2 separate regions of the Sus scrofa genome follow, and region 2 is linked to region 1. Evidence: chromatin contacts called from public HiChIP or PLAC-seq data. All regions are on one chromosome and are shown on one strand. Each heading gives the region's core, a stretch centred on a gene start, on an enhancer-like site or on the middle of the called end of the contact. The rest is flanking DNA. Distances are from core to core; before and after follow the strand shown.

Evidence for each region. HiChIP or PLAC-seq counts read pairs in DNA pulled down with a chosen protein or histone mark.
Region 2: an H3K27ac HiChIP or PLAC-seq map of alveolar macrophages shows a contact between it and region 1. The contact joins the promoter of PTPN9 here to the promoter of MAN2C1 in region 1. A contact is called at or near these places in 1 of 5 promoter capture datasets (fetal liver) and 2 of 2 datasets of contacts at active chromatin or transcription factors (alveolar macrophages and skeletal muscle).

The regions. Positions count from the first base shown.
Region 1 is chr7:58,245,622-58,249,227 of Sscrofa11.1, forward strand. MAN2C1 (alpha-mannosidase 2C1) reads left to right here and starts at 1,643. Exons shown (of 26, transcript XM_005666137.2): 1 at 1,643-3,206; 2 at 3,472-3,597. The coding sequence starts at 3,106. It overlaps SIN3A (paired amphipathic helix protein Sin3a), which reads left to right. Exons shown (of 23, transcript XM_021099023.1): 23 at 1-505.
Region 2 is chr7:58,076,497-58,080,102 of Sscrofa11.1, forward strand. It overlaps PTPN9 (tyrosine-protein phosphatase non-receptor type 9), which reads left to right and starts at 1,680. Exons shown (of 13, transcript XM_003128481.4): 1 at 1,680-2,456. The coding sequence starts at 2,394.

The DNA.
Region 1 (3,606 bases), core at 393-2,892:
CCATCCACCAGCTTTATTCTCTCTCTCTCTCTCTCTCACAAACACACAGACACACAATTTTAACTTTTTTTTTCTTTTTTGTAAATAATGTACATACTGTCAATTTTTTATTAAAAAGAAATATGCTTTGATGTGCTAGCATATCTGCTCTAGCTTCTTGTGTACCATAGTTCTATGTGGCTTCAGATTTAGTACCTATGAACAGATGTACAAGACATTTATTACACTTTTTACCAAAGGGAGTTACCGTTGTAGTACTTTTGTGTAAAACTTGTCTTCTTCCTTGCCCCCAATTTTTTTTTTTTTTTTTTTTTTTTTTTTTTTGTAAATAAATAAAGCTTGGTTCGTACTTAAGGAATAAACTCCCTTGTCCTCACCAGAAAACTATTGTGAAGCAGGGATCTGGGCTTCAGTTCCTTATCTACGATACAAATAGGATTTTGCTTTAAATATCAGTCAGTTGGCATTTGTCCCAAATAAAAATATCTCGGATTTTTAAAATGAATTATTCAGGAGTTCCCTTTGATGGCGCAGCGGGTAAAGAACCTCACACTGTCCATGAGGATATGGGTTCAATCCTGGGCCTGGCTTAGTGGGTTAAGGATCCCACATTGCCGTGGCTGTGTATAGGTCAGCAACTGCAGCTCCAATTCGACCCCTGATCCAGGAACTTCCATGTGCCACAGCGTGACCATAAAAAGAAAATAGAATTATTCATTTATTTTAGTACAGAATTATTCTTTTAGTACACACTGTTCCCCCTATTTCAACTGTTTGGAAATATTTTATACCTAGGCAAGTCGTTCAGCTATGTAGTTTGCACTTCTATTTTTTTTATTCCTATTGGAAATGGGGGTGAACAACTTAAATACCAAACCAGTATTTGAAAGAAGTGTGTGATTATAAATGGAGTTGAGGGAAATTTGATACATTTCATTAGCAGCTGCAAATGGAATATACATAATTTTTTTAATTACATAAATTTTCACTGGCAGATATTTAAATATGAGTGATTAGGATTTTTATATGTGGTCAGCCTGGACTTTGTGAACAAAGACCAGCTGAGCCTCTCCCAGTACTCTGATGGATTTTTCTCCAGCAACCATTATCACCCTAGTCATGTCAGTAAAGTAACTGACAGTGTTTTATGTGGTTTTGTTTAATTGAAAATCCCCAACATCACCATCATTAAACCACATATTTTGGCTCTGGACTTTTATAACACAGAGTAGACTTCCGATTTTAGATTTTTTTGTTGTGGAGCGTGGGCAGTGGAGGGGCAGGACAATTACAGGAGTCTCTGAGCCCAAAAGTATAGGGTGGCAAAACAGCTTTGGGGGAGGAGATTCTCTGGTGAAGCTGGGGCAGTGATTGTGGGGAAGGATCTTCAGGTTTCCTCAGCAATAACTTATCTGTCCCCCTTTGGTCGCTTAAGAAAGATCATGATGACTTAGAACTGAAATTGATGAGACCTGACCAGGGCAGCCCCAGCTGTTGCTGTCTCTGCATAGGGTTATGCCCAGAGCAGCTGCTTGCAGGTTAGGATAGGGTTTCGGGGCCAGTTGAGAAAACCCCAACTTATCAGTGCACAAAGAAAGCAGTACTTTTTTGTTCTTTTTTTTTTCTTTGCTTTTTAGGGCCTCATGTACGGCCTGTGGAAGTTCCTGGGCTAGGGGTAATATTGGAGTTAAAGCTGCCGGCCTACAACACAGCCACAGCAACACAGGATCCAAGCTGCACCTGCCACCTACACCACAGCTCACTGCAACGCCGGATCCTTAACCCACTGAGCAAGGCTAGGGATCAAACCCGCATTCTCATGGATACTAGTTGGATTTGCTTCCACTGTGCTGCAGTGGGTACTCCCACAAGCAGTTTTTTAAAACCTACTGCCTTCTGACATCTGAGCCCCAAGCTCAACTCAGCCTACCTTACAGCAGCAAGTTGATATTTTTATTTATTTATTTTGCTTTTTAGGGCCGTACCCACAGCACATGGAAGTTCCCAGTCTAGGGGTACAATTGGAGCTACAGCTGCCTGCCTACACCACAACTACAGCAACACTGGATTGGAGCCATGTCTGCAACCTACACCACAGCCCACAGCAATGCCAGATCCTTAACCCACTGAGTGAGGCCAGGGATCGAACCCGCAACTCCATGGTTCCTAGTTGGGTTCGTTTCCCCTGTGAGCCACATCAGGAACTCCAGGGTTATATCCATATTTTAAATCACGTTTGGTATTCTGTACTTAGTTACCTTTCCCTACTATTCGCATTTGAAATACTGTAAACCTGACTTGGTCAGTGTTTCCATTAAAACATTAGGGCTCATGTTGTGTATATTCTTTTTTTCCTAATGGTTTTACAGACAAGGACTCTAGTAGTCCTAGGAGGGGGAAAAACGCTGCCATTAGATAACCAGAGTTAACACGAGGATGAAATTGGTGTTTCTGGAATTATGGCTTCTCTAAACAAGTCAGTCCCATGAAGGGAAATGTATCACTCTCTTAGAATCATGATTGTTACGTCTGTGATCTGCCATCTCAAAATTTCAGTTTCTGGTGATGGGCAGCAGTTACCCTTACACATGAAATAAAACATGTAGTAGAGGAAGCTGAGGTTACTGGGGTGCAGAGCCCTCCCTCATTAAACACCTGCCCGCTGGTTGGCTTGAATGCACCAGGCTCTTTCCACGTTAAGCGAACGCAGGTTTTCCTGGGTAGCCAGAGGTCTGGACTGGGACCAGAGGGCAAGGGTGGTGCCCGCTTGTAGCTTTTGAGACTGGGTGACCTCCTGGCCATCGTGCCTGTCTCTGTCCCTGGCCTTTCGCAGAATCAGCGTCAAACTTCTCACTTTATTTAGGGAGGGATTTGCCCGGCAGCCACCAGCTAGGAGGAGAAGGGAGAGCCTCGGAAGCACAGCTTTTAGCGTTCAGCTCCTGCTCAAAATTAAAAGCAGCGGGGCTTCAGAGAGCCTCCGGTGTTCCAAGAAAAGCTGCCCGGGGCCTGGAAGGCGCCCTTTGGAAGTCGGAACCTTTGGTTCCAGGCCAGGGACGGCGCGGACAGCACCTGGGGCTTTCCGGGAAGAGGGGTAAGCGCGCGACCATGGCGGCGGCACCGGCCGTGAAGCACTGGCGCACTACGCTGGAACGGGTGGAGAAATTCGTGTCGCCGGTTTACTTTACCGACTGTAACCTCCGGGGCAGGTATGGCCCCCTTGCCCATGGCGCCAGCCTCCCACATCCGCGCTCCACGCATCTTAGCCTTCGCGGGGCGCGGGGGCGGGGGGAGGCCCTCAAGCTTCAGCCGCCACCCGGGCGGAGAGGCAAAGTGGACAAGTACCCGCTGGTGTCAGGGCTGGGTCAGGTGAGGAGGGTGTGATGTGGGGCAGCCCTCTTGGCAGTAAATGGAAGCGCGTCCCTACCCGCTAGCTGGCCCGTGGGCGCGCGCTCACCGGCCCCTCCCGCCCAGGCTCTTCGGAGACAGCTGTCCAGTAGCTGAGCTCTCCAGCTTCTTGACGCCGGAAAGGCTTCCCTACCAGGAGGCAGTGCAGCAGGACTTCCGCCCCGCGCAGGTCGGAGACAGCTTCGGACCCACGTAGGTAAC
Region 2 (3,606 bases), core at 430-2,929, 170 kb before region 1:
CCAGGCTAGGTGTCGAATCACAGCTGCAGCTGCTGTCCTACTCCACAGCCACAGCAATGCCATATCCAAGCTGCCTCTGCGACCTGCACCGCAGCTCGCAGCAACGCCAGATCCTTAACTCACTAATCGGGGCCAGGGATCGAACCCACGTTCATGGCTACTAGTTGAGTTCATTACCACTGAGCCACAACGGGAACTCCTATATATTTTTTTAAGTTACTATTTAACATTTTTTTGGGGGAAAAGGTTATATGTCCACGTGCAGAATTTAAACACACACACACACACACACAATGTTTGTTAGCAGCAAAGACAGTGGTAATGAGAATAGTTACTTGGAGGGGACATGAGGGCTTTGGTAAGTTGGGAATGTCCTATTTATTGATCTATGTGCTGGGTACATGGGCGTGCTCAGTTTATGAAATTTGTCATACTGTATACATATTGTCACTATTCTGTATGTACATTATACTTCAATAAAAAGTTTTAAAAGAAACTTAAAATGTACAATTGACCATATAGGGAAAAGTCTCTCTCTCCCTTAGGTTCTCTCTCTTTCTGGGAGACAACCACTACCATCTTTCTTATGTATCCCCTCAAAGCTCTTTTATATATAAATAAATTTAAAAACACATACTCATTTTTTTTCCTTTATAAGGATGACAGCCTATTATGCACACTATTTGAGTTTTGTTTTTTTTCACTTCACACCACAGCTCACCGCAACGCCAGATCCTTAACCCACTGAGCAAGGCCAGGGATCCTTAACCCACTGAGCAAGGCCAGGGATCAAACCCGCAACCTCATGGTTCCTGGTCGGATTCGTTAACCACTGAGCCAAGACGGGAACTCCAGAAATTGCTTTTAAAGTCCCAGAAGGAGCATCAGAACTCACAGCATCTTCCTCAGTTGTCTTAAGACCCCTCCCATGGGCCTCTCTCTGTGAGTTCTCCAGGCTTCAGCTCTTGGAACTAGCTGTGGCACTCACTTGTTAGTTGGATCCCTTTTGGAATATTTAGTTTTGGTCTGGAATGATGCAAAAACGTGCCAGACCTAGTCCTCCTTTTCCTCTGTCCCCTCCACCCCCAAACTGACTCCCAAGACTGTATCCTGTAAGACTCCCAAGCTCTTTGCTGCACTTGCCTTCGCGAAAAGCAAAGGCTTGCAAAAACTCCGTGATTCTTGAAAGTGGTTTGAAATCAGATGCTGTTTTTGTGAGGGACTAAAATTAGCCACACTGGTGATGGATTACAGGATACAGCCAGCAAGGAGAGAGCGAGCTGGGGCCGCGAGCAACCAGCTAGCAGGGTCTGTTCCTTCCACCTGCGCATCCTGGACCTCACAAGCAACCATTCCAGGGGTTTTCAGTTCGCAAATGACATGGAAATAGATGAAGGTTGTGGGTTCCTCGTACCTAAGTGGTAGAGCAAGTAACCCCAGGCCAGGTTCCCGTTAGCACCTAGTTTTCAAACACATGTATTCTCTTCCTCCTCCAGGGAGCTTAACGTCATGAAACCCGCACCCCTTTCTTCCTTTTTCTCACTCTCCGCGGTCCAGAGTCGCCGGAGCCCCTCCCCCGCCCTAGTTCCTCTGGATCTCCCCTCCCCCCCGCCGGCCTCCCCCGCCCCCTCCTCTCCGAGGGCCTCTGCTCGAGCTCCGCTGCCCCCGCCCCCCGGGCTCCTCTCTGTCTCCCCCTCCCGGACGTGGCCGCGCTCGGCCGGGCCCTCCTCGCCGCCTGTTTGTGAATGAGACGCTCAGTTTCTCAATGGAGCCGCGGGGGGCTCGGGCGGACGCGGTGGGGCCGCGGGGCTGGCCGTGAGCCCGGAGGGGGGCGCGTTTCCCCCGCTCCCTCCCTCTCTCCCTCCCTCTCGCCACACGGCTTTAGAGGAACGGGGCTGAGAGGCCGGGGCGCTGGTCGCAGGGCCCCGCATCCCCGAAGACTCCTCGTCACCTTCTGGAGGAGTCGGAGCGCCGCGGAGGAAGGTGGACGCGGAGGAGGCCGGCGGCCTTCGGCAAATTTCCCCCGCGGCCCTTGCTCTGGCCTTAGAAACTTCTTGATTCCACATTTCCCTTTTTAATTCCGATTAGCTCCTTGCCTGCTCTATTCCCCCCCCCCTTCCCCGGGATAGGAGGGGGAGTGTGAGGAAAGGAACGAAGAAAATAAAAAAGGATTTCCGCCCAGAAGAGAGCGACAGTTCGGAGAGCTTTTTCTTAAGGAAACAGAAGCGGCGTTTGCGGCCGTTGCGGGCGCCGGACCCTGCCGGCCCAGCCATGCGCAAGCCGGCCCGGGGCTGCTGAGGCGCGGGGACGCGGAAGCGGAGGCCCACCGCACCGGGCTCCCTGCGCTCCCGGGCGAGTTCTGTCCGCCGGGCGGCGGCGGCGGCGGCGGCGGGATGGAGCCCGCGACCGCGCCCCAGCCCGACATGGCGCCGGAGCTGACCCCAGAGGAGGAGCAGGTAAGCGGGGCTGCGGCCGCGCGGTGGGTGTGTCCGGACCCCCGAGGCCTAGCCCGGCCGCGCTCTTCGCGGCTCCAGGTCCGCGGTGGCCTCCCCCGAGCCCCCCGGCGGCCGCGCCCCAGGCCGTCATCCCCCGAAGCGGGGAGGCTGCCGGCCTCTGCTCCCGCCCACGGCCGCTCCTGTTTGCTGCTCTGGTGCCGCATATTGCCCTCTCCTCCTATTCGGCGGTGATTAAAGTTCTCGAATTGGGAAGCTTCCCTTTACCTCTGCCCCCCCCCCCCCCAATGTTTGCAGAACACCTACTTTGCCTCCGGCCTTACACCCCTCTACGTATTTTGCTTCATTCCATGAGGGTTTGTGGTTTTCTAAGGGCAGGAAAAGCCCCACTTGGGGGGCCGGTTCCTGTGAGGACTGTCTCCCCTTCCCAGGACAGTGATAGGCACTGAGTCCATAGATGCCCTAGATTTTCACATGAGCCCCTCGGGCTTCTTTGAGGGCTGTGGCCTACTTGGATAGATTCTAGAAGATCCAGGCCTTCCCAGGCTCCCTAAGTCCCTGGCCTTGACCGCCCTATTTAGCTTTCTTTGGCTGGGCGCATCTCCTCACCCCCACTTCCCTCCCCCATCTCATCTCCCTGTCTCCATCTTTCTGAAGTCTGCATTGAGCTCCATTGTCCCTTAAAGCTTATGACTTTCAGTTCCCAGAAGGAAGTGGTTTGCAGTGTCATTTTGGGGGCTTGGGTGAGGGATGAGCCCAAGGCCCATGTACCTTTCCCTCCCCCACATTCCTGCTGGGGAGACATGGACCACTCCGGAGGATGGTGGGAAAGTCCATTAGCCGAGATTGGAATCCTAAAGTCTTTTCACTGTCTCTTCTTGCTCATGCTCAGATTTAGCCATGGTCTGATTCCATGTTTAAAAACAAGAAAATCAGAAAAACACCTAAAATAAGAAAAGATGAACCATGCTGGTAGCCCATTTCAAGCTTACCGAGCCGTTGTTCCCGAGGACCACATTTGGTAGTACAGCCTCTAGTATGGAGATAGTCTGGTTTTACAAACTGATAGTGGTTAGTGGGCTTAAGATTTGATTTTTAAAAAGCTCTTGACTTCTCTCCTCATTTGTGGAGATGACATTTTTCATATTTGGCT